Linked DNA regions of Mus musculus: regions 1 and 3 are each linked to region 2. The links are chromatin contacts, called in public HiChIP or PLAC-seq and promoter capture Hi-C maps. All regions are on one chromosome and are shown on one strand. The core of a region is the stretch at or near the end of the contact, and the rest is flanking DNA. Distances in the headings are between cores, read along the strand shown. Region 1 holds the start of Xdh (xanthine dehydrogenase). Region 2 holds the start of Lbh (limb-bud and heart). Region 3 holds the start of Srd5a2 (steroid 5 alpha-reductase 2).

The links. Promoter capture Hi-C pulls out the DNA fragments that hold promoters and counts their contacts. HiChIP or PLAC-seq counts read pairs in DNA pulled down with a chosen protein or histone mark.
Region 1: a contact with region 2 is called in a promoter capture Hi-C map of liver, with 4 times the contacts expected there. The contact joins the promoter of Xdh here to the promoter of Lbh in region 2. A contact is called at or near these places in 5 of 39 promoter capture datasets (the 3T3-L1 cell line, hippocampal neurons and liver), 3 of 115 datasets of contacts at active chromatin or transcription factors (embryonic forebrain, large pre-B cells and neural tube) and 1 of 9 other capture datasets (adipose tissue).
Region 3: an HNF4G HiChIP or PLAC-seq map of pancreatic cancer cells shows a contact between it and region 2. The contact joins the promoter of Srd5a2 here to the promoter of Lbh in region 2. A contact is called at or near these places in 2 of 39 promoter capture datasets (embryonic stem cells and hippocampal neurons) and 2 of 115 datasets of contacts at active chromatin or transcription factors (large pre-B cells and pancreatic cancer cells).

Annotation. Positions count from the first base shown.
Region 1 is chr17:73,948,853-73,951,552 of GRCm38.p6, reverse strand. Xdh (xanthine dehydrogenase) reads left to right here and starts at 1,357. Exons shown (of 36, transcript NM_011723.3): 1 at 1,357-1,475. The coding sequence starts at 1,425.
Region 2 is chr17:72,917,044-72,919,903 of GRCm38.p6, reverse strand. Lbh (limb-bud and heart) reads right to left here and starts at 1,599. Exons shown (of 3, transcript NM_029999.4): 1 at 1,326-1,599. The coding sequence starts at 1,351. It overlaps Gm30375 (predicted gene, 30375), which reads left to right and starts at 1,749. Exons shown (of 2, transcript NR_168598.1): 1 at 1,749-2,860.
Region 3 is chr17:74,046,527-74,049,385 of GRCm38.p6, reverse strand. It overlaps Srd5a2 (steroid 5 alpha-reductase 2), which reads left to right and starts at 1,526. Exons shown (of 5, transcript NM_053188.3): 1 at 1,526-1,839. The coding sequence starts at 1,559.

The DNA.
Region 1 (2,700 bases), core at 108-2,607, 1.0 Mb before region 2:
ATCATCATCATCATCATCATCATCATCATCATCATCTTCAACAACAGCCCTACCAGGCATGTCACTAACATCCCCAGACAGCCAAACTGCCCATTTCGTAAGGAATTTGATTCCGGGTAGCAAGTACTGTTTTATGATGACCAGAATATCCTGGACCGAGAAACTTGAAGGGATTTGGTGCATAAGTCTAAGGGTAAACTGGGATATCAATTGACCGACAAATAAGTTCATTCTTGGTTCCGTCAGGGCTGTGCCAGCAAAGGGGCGTTGTGTTGATGATGTGACTGTCCCAGGAGTCCTGTTTCCCAAAATGTTGTTGCTGCACCAGGCTCATCTGACCATGCACTTTTCTTCCTTTTCTGTGGTCTTCCAGGACGATGACACATGTGTCCCTGTAGGTTGGCTGAGTGATTGAGTGACTGCAGGGCTGGGGAAGGACAGAGTGCCTGCTGATGTGAAGATGGGTGGAATGGAGTGGTGGGAGGTGGAGCAAGGAGAGCCCACGAGTGTTGTCTGAGTGGATGCTGTGCATAGGCATTTACACCAGAAGCTAATGGTCCTTGATGGAGCTGGGGGCTCTCAGCTCTATTAACAGACTGTGGTGGGTGTTGTTGTATTAGCTTATTTTATTTACTTGGTGCTTGTAATATGTTTTGGTGTATGAGTTCCTCTGATAATTTGACAAGTTTTGTGAAATTCTGGAACATGATTTGTTATTGGGATTGTTCCTGTGACTGTTCAAAAGTGATTATTTCCATTCTCTGCAAGTTTATAAGGCACGCCCGAGAGACCTTTTGCTTTTCAGCTTTCTGCTTTTGGTGTCATCCTGATGTCCCTTTTCCAGGAAGAAACAGCTGAGTCCTGCAGGCGATAAGTGACAGGCTGTAGTCAAAGGTCAGGGTTTGAGTCTGGACATAAGGGTCTGTGTCTCTGACCTTCACATTCTGCCAGGCCCTGAGAGAGTGAGCTGTGCAGGCCAGTGGCGAGCCTGTGTCAGGGTGAGCCGGTTTGGGAAAATAACAAGTGTGAACGGGAAGAGAGTGAATCAGCCTCAGTGGCTGGCAAACTGCTCCTTCCCTGCTCTTCCTGGTATGGCAAGTGGGAGGAGGATGAAGCAGGTTTCACAAGGGCAGGTGCCCAGAATTCACAGTCATCTGGTGCCAAGATGCAGGCTTCCTTAATCTACGGCTGCACTTTCCTCTGTGCACTTTGACTAGGAGGACAGAGTAGGATCTGTGGATTGGCTGTCTGGTCCTTCCTGGATTGTGCAAACCTGTGACTCTTGCCAAGAGCTGTCCATGCCTGGAGCTGCTTCTTTCTCATTGGCTAACTTTGTTTCATTTTGCTGGGAGGCGTATCTTTCAAGTTGCAGGCAGTGATATCTACAAGCACCTCGCAGCAGCTCGGGGACTCCGGCCGTCACGATGACGAGGACAACGGTAGATGAGTTGGTCTTCTTTGTGAATGGCAAAAAGGTAAGTGGCAGTTGACCTTTGGTTTAGAGATTCTGCTGTCTGAAAGGGGACCTGTGTCACTTCTCTTGTGTGGACACTTTGATGTGTTCTGGTCTCATCTTACCCCTCAAAAGATATTGCTGTAGTTTGGTAACTTTAGAGCAAGATGAACACAGGCAAGACGCTCAGAGGGCAAAGGAGGAAGGGGAGGGAAGAGAGAGGGATGGCCACTCTATGCTAGAGGACACACTGGCTCAGAGGTGGGAAAAGGAACAGAGTCTAGGTGAGAGGAGGAGGCAACAGCACTTCCCTATTTCTGTGTTTCTTCTCTGTTTCTAGTGTTTCAGTGGCTCTCTTTAATACAAACAGCAGGAGGCGGGCACTTTTATGCTAATGCCGGAACATAAAACACACACAGCCACTGGTTCTGATATATGATCCTGTACATAGATTTAACTAGAGCTGATTTACTGTGCGGCAACATATACTGACACCTTGTGGCAAGCCATTATTGTCATTATTTTCATAAAGGACTCCTCCATCACCATCTCTCAGTTCTATATGTAAATATTGCAAACCCCTTAAACGGCACTTGTGAATGTAGGTAAAGTGGTATGGGGTCCACAAAATCCCTGATAGCCTGAGAATCTTTGCAAGGTCAACTCGGTGCAGGGAGAGAAGGAGCAAGCTAAGTGTATTGTTTCTGGCGTTGTTGGCCTCCCTTCAAGGTACTCCCAGCACTGCAGCTCCCCACTTGAGGTCACAGGAGAAGAACCCTCATTTCCCCCACTGTAACTGGCCACATGGACTTCATAAACCATGAGTGGGCCAAAGGCTTCCCCCCCTCCCCAAACAATTTTACTTGTTTTTTTATTTTGACACTTTTGTGTTGATTAAAGAGACTGAGTAATTTCTGAAGAAATTTGCAAGAATGGACATGTGATTTCAAGAATTCCTAAGGGCTTAGACTGCCAGCATCTGCTTGGCTAACTAGCACGCAAACTTTAGGAGTCATTTCAACACCAGTACGGTAAAGCCTGTGGATTCAGTGGGAGTGGCCCCATCCCTGGATCCCTGAATCTCTCTGATATATTGCTTTTGTGTGTGTGTGTGTGTGTGTGTGTTGGGCAAGCTTGGACCAAGACAAGGGCTAGGGTGAAATGCCTAAGCTGATGGTAGTAAGGCTTTTGAACTCAATCTTTTAAATGTCTTTTGTGCCCAATGGTTGCATCACAGAGGTGAGGAA
Region 2 (2,860 bases), core at 350-2,849:
GGGGGTGGAGCACAAGGCCTCCACCACTCTTCAAAGCCTCACCCATATGGCAACTGACTTGTCTGCACATGAGGGGGTACACAAGCTTCAGGTGTAGGGGATTTTTACTTTGTTTTGAAAGTCATTGGCCCCTCTAATCACAGTTAAACTGGGAGGGGGAGGAGAGACTAAGAAAGGGTGACTGTCATGGGGGCAAGTTTAGGGTTAGAAGCTAGACTTTAACAATTTCCTCCCTAGTCTGGAAAAGCTGCCTCCAATCCCTGAAAGAAGAGAGTCAATAGCATTACAGGGTTAAGACCAGGGTCGTCGTCTCCTGTAGCGGCGTCTGTTCCTTTTTGGAACTGTGGCGCGGGCCCAAAAAGTTAAACTGAGAAACACGAACTTTCAGAGTTCCTGGGCTAAGCAGAATAGCGCCGCTCTCCCCGGGTTCAGACCTTGCATTGGACCCGGGTCTGGCTCTCCAAGGCTGGCACCTGCGAGCGCGCTCCAGGACCACGGGTGCTCGCCTCCCTGTAGCGCCCCTCCTCTACACCACAGCAGGAAGGAAGAAGCAGCTGGCGCGCACGTCCCAGCAGCTAGGGGCCTGTCCCCCATCCTTCTCGGCTCTGATCCTCCACACCCGATCTTCCCCGGCTGCAGGCAAATCTCTGCAGCCCCCGACTCAGCAGTGGCCGGCTTCTTCCAATCTGGCACTGGGAGAGCTTGCTCCTTCCTAGCCCCGGCCCTCCACAAAGGCGCGTTGGATTTAAGGGACAACGGAGAGGGCAGGGGTTGTGAGGGTGTAGTTTGCACCCTGATGCTTGTGGCTTGTTTGTGCGGAGAGCGTCTCCCCAGCATCCTCCCTCCCCCAGAAGCTCTGCAAACCCAGCGGCTGCACCAGCTCGGCCCCTCTGCAGCCATCCTCGACGCCGAGACTTGCGTGCAAACAAAAAGGAGAAGGGGAGGGGCCCGGGAAACCGGAGCCCCCTGCACCAAGCAGGACTCATCTCCTGTGGCCCTCAGCGGACAGGGTTTCCTTAGGGGGCTTCAGGTGGGACCCCAGGTTCTCCCCACCCAACGCCACCATATCCACGCCCTCTGGCCGCCACTTAAGTGAAGGTTCCGAGTTCACTTCCTTTGTCTGGATGCTCTCAGCACCGCCTCCCCCAACCTCCAGCTTTGCAACCTTGACGTCGACTCCTGCAGGGGCTGAGGCTGGCGGGTTAACCCGCACTGGGTGTCCGTGCCACTCTCCGGCCTCGTACCCGGAGCCGGCACTAGGAGGCTGCCGGGCTGCGCAGCCACCCGGGTTAAACTGGCGGCCGCCAAAGGCGCAGGATACTCACCAGTGAATGGGGAAATATACAGACATGAAGTCCTAGGGGAGGCTGACCCACGCCCTTGTGATTAAGAAAAACAAAACAAAACAAAACAAACAAACAAACAAAAAAAAACCAGTCACTGAGTCCTGAATGAGATTGGCAGGGGCGCAGAGGAGAGCAGCGGGCAGCCGAGAGCGGGTACTGGGCTAGCGCCGGTCCGCCTTCCGGAGACAGCCTCGCTGCCAACGGCGTAGGCAGTGCAGACCAAGCTCTCCGCTCTCCACCGATCTCCGGGTCCCACAAAGAGCCCGGGAAGCAGCATTTATAAGGGAGGGGCGGGGCTTGTCGGCGAGCGGCCCCGCCTCTCCTCGCCCACTCTTAGAATAACGTCACCAAAATCATGAATGGCTTCAGCGCTCATAGCTCCCGCGGGCGGCGGCGGGGACCAGCCGGGCTCTGCACCCTGCCTGAGCTGGCTCCCAGCAGCTACGAGCCCGCCCCCCTCCCCACCGTTGACACACACGCGTGTTCCCGAGCTGGAGTTCAATGTCAACGCAGCTTCCTGACCATAAATCCGCAGCGTCCGCAGCCCCCTCTCTGAACACAGGGACTCTAAGGGCTACGGGGATGGGTGGGCGTGAGGAAGGAATGGGGGCCCACGCGGGAAGAGACAGATCGCCGGGGGAGGGCGCCATTCTTCCATCCGAGCGCCCGCTGTCGGGTTCTCTGTGACTTCCACATCTCAGGACCCTTCACTGGTCATCCATGCAAAGTAGGCCTCTCTTGGACATTATCGCCTGTGGCATCCCGATCGTGGCGGGGCCGGGGGAAAAAGGAAAAGATGGGAAAGAAGGCTGCACAGCTGCGGGGCTGGAGGCACCCATGCCGGAGGGGGCATTGTTGGCTTTCTAAAAGTCTGCGGTCCTGGAGTCCATGGAGGGTTCTGTTTGTGGGAGAAAGGATGTGGTGTCTTACTAGGGTTTTTCCGTTGCGCGAGCGCGCTTGCGTGTGCACACACACACACACACACACACACACAGAGTAGCATATACGGTTTGCATTGGGAGTAGAGGGTGAGGAGAACGAGCGGAATACAAGTACACCCGGCTAGCCTTAGCTCCCAGAGCCCATCTGATAGAAAACACAGAGTTGAGAGACTGACTCCTTCATAGCCCAGGAATTGCAGTTCCGGTGTCTATCTTGGAGACTAAACTGCTGTGCAGCCCCTACAGCCAGGAAGAACGGAGTCTGACTCAGTACCCAGCGCTGCCCCGCTGTGGCCTCTGTTTCAATTACTCTTGTAAAACAGCTTCCTAACCTTGACCTATGTGCATAAAGGGACTGGGGAAAGGGAGAGCCGTGGTCGAAAACTAAACACAATTAAATGTGATTTAAAATAAGTCTGCACCCTGAAAGAAAAGCGTACTGGTTATATCCAGCAAAAAGCTGCTGGCATCAAGAGACGAGTTTTCAGTAGCAGGGGCCACGCGGATGTTGAGAAAGAGGACCTCATAATTTTCAGCATCTACTCTTTCTAAGAGCAACTTTGCAATAACTGC
Region 3 (2,859 bases), core at 277-2,776, 1.1 Mb before region 2:
GTGATGATCGGTTTCAAGCAAACATGATTGTTATTTTAGTTTTAATGCAGCAGGGCGATGGTTATTACTTCTTGGTCAGCAAGAAGAGGATGCCCTGGATCAATAATGAATCCCCATTTGTCAGAGGAAACTTCCCTAATCTGGAACAGACGGATATATGCATTGTTTCAACCAGTTCCAGGACTGGTTGGAGTGGATGGGGAAGTAAGAATGATCCTACAATAGGTGAGCTGGAATTAAGGAGTGAGAAATAAGGGGACGGTGGGGGGGATGGGTGGGGGAGGCAGGGCAGAGAAAGCGTGGTGAGCTGTGCCCCCAACAGGGACGGGGGTGGGTGGTGGAAACAGGTCCTAAGTAATCAAAGATGAGACAAGAAGATGGAAGACTGAAGGGACCAGCAGTATGGGAAAGGGTTGTGGGGTGAGAAGATGTTAGGTCAAAATAGAGAGCAGAGGAAGGAGGGGAGAGGGGAAGAAGGAGCAGCTAAGGAGGGCTGTCTCGGAAGCAAAATAGAGATAGGGGAATGGAAGTGGGCTGGGGTGTGTGGAGGTTGGGGAAAGAGTGGGAAAAACGTAAGCGGGAAAAGAATCCGGTCCGGTCCGGTGTGCGGAATGCTGTGTGCTGGGTGCTTAGAGAGCATCGTCACCATTCTATGGAATCCAGCTCAAGCGCTTCAGAACTGGGAAAACGCTCTAGAGAACGCCGAAACTTTAGGCAGAGTTTGTGCCAGCTTTGGAGGAGCCTGGGGGTGGGGCGGGGTGTTGTATGAGTTTTCAGAATCTTTGCCACAGGGCTAACCAGAACATGTGAGGGACAAACTTTTCTCCAAGGCTGGCGACCCTGAGACCCAGGAGGAATTTGGGCGTTTACCCTAAAAGCTGGCTGGCACCTGCCTGAGAGGTGGAGGGAAGGTCGTAGTGTGGCCGTAGCTGTAGCTAGCAGGCATGCAGAGTAACAGAGGAGAGGAGGTCCCAGTACATAGAGAGAATGGTGGGGTTTCAAAGTACCAGAATGCCAAGCCCAGGACGGGAGGAAGGATCTGGCTTTGGATAGAAACTGAGGGGAGTGGAGAAGCATGGACAACTGCTGCAGGTGGAAAGTCCTGCCAGGGAGATCCATGGTGGGCACTGCCTGGCGACAGAGCTGAGGGTGTGCGTAAGGGATGGAGAAGCCCCAGTGCTTTGGTGAACGAGGATCAAGGCATCTTAGGGCCACGTATGGAGGACAAGAACTAAAATCAAAGCAGACAGAGGGCACAGGTGGAGAGGGAAGCCCCCACCCCCCAAAACACTGTCTGTCTCTACAAAAGTTTCAGTTCTGTGTCCCAGCTGAAGTCAAAAGAACCAGACGGGAGAAATGGGCATTGTGGCTAAGCAGAGCCAGGGCGGGCTGCGCCAAGGTGGGAGGCACGCGGAAGGGGGGGTGGGGTGGGGGAGGGCTATAATGGGGAGGGAACCCTGGTCCGAGGGGCGGACACGGGGTGGCGTCTGGCGCTCCATAAAGGGGCCCGCGCTCTCCACCAGGCGGGCAGCAGCTACCAGCTGTGAACACAGGCGAGATGCCGATTGTGTGCCATCAGGTCCCGGTGCTGGCAGGTAGCGCCACATTGGCCACCATGGGGACCCTGATCCTGTGCTTTGGGAAACCCGCCAGTTACGGGAAACACAGCGAGAGTGTGTCGTCGGGAGTTCCCCTCCTGCCCGCACGCATAGCCTGGTTCCTGCAGGAGCTGCCTTCCTTTGTGGTGTCGGTAGGGATGCTCGCTTGGCAGCCGCGCTCCCTCTTTGGACCTCCGGGGAATGTGCTGCTGGGTCTCTTCTCCGCACATTACTTCCACAGGTTAGCGTTTTTCTCCACAGAGCATACCTCCCTGCTCGGCTCCAGCGCGTGGACTAACGTCGAGGGGCAGCGCGAAGAGTGGGGAGGAGCGCAGAGTAAGGCAGGTTTGGAGCTCCAGGCAGGGACTTCAGGCTGGAATCCCCAGGGTTGGGAAGCACCAGTGGCACAGGAGATGCCTTCGATGTCTCCTGGGCGCCCCTCGGATGCTCCAGTAGCTGCGAGGATGGGTGGATGAAGCTGGAGAACTCAGTTTGGGCAGATGCCATCGGCCAGGGTCCTTCAATCTCCAACTGTGCGCCTTGCTCTGTCTCATAGACCTCACCTTTCTCTGATAATGCCAGGTCCAGTTGGTTCAGGGACTCGGGGAGGTGATAAACTCTGGAACTCTCAGAAGTTCTTCTGATCAGTTTGGTCTTTGTGTGACTGAGGAAGGAAGCGGGCAGAGTCCACCTCCCATCTATAGAGGAGAAGAGAATAGAGAGGATTGTGTTTAGACACGACTCCTAAGAAGCCGAGCTCACTGACGACTGATTTACCTTCCCAAGACCTTCAGGACTTAGAAGTGAGCCAGGCAAAGCTGACCGAGAGCTCAGGCGTTCTAGATGAAAAAAAAATCTGAGTTCAGAAATTTGCCTTTTTGTGGTGGGAGGAAAAGACAGGAAAGCGATCAAAGAGGTACCGAGAATCCAAGGACTGTGCAATCTCCAGAAGAGACCCCAGGGCAAGTAGGCGGACCACTGAAGCACCTCTGTGACCTGTTAGCATCTGTCCTTTTGTTTGGGTTCACTGTAAAAGTGGGAGATGTCTTTGATATGCCCACTGGACAGTCAAAGAAACCAAGGCTCAGGAAGGTTATGTAATTGAAGGCGACACCCCTGATATCTGTCAGGATGACCAGCTAATTCCCAAGGAATACTTTCCGTTCCAGGCCCCCAGTCCTTGATAGATTCTTCACACAGGTAACTAACAGGGGAGGGAGCTTAAGCAGCTAAGGGCTGCCAGAGGCTGACTGTGCCTTGT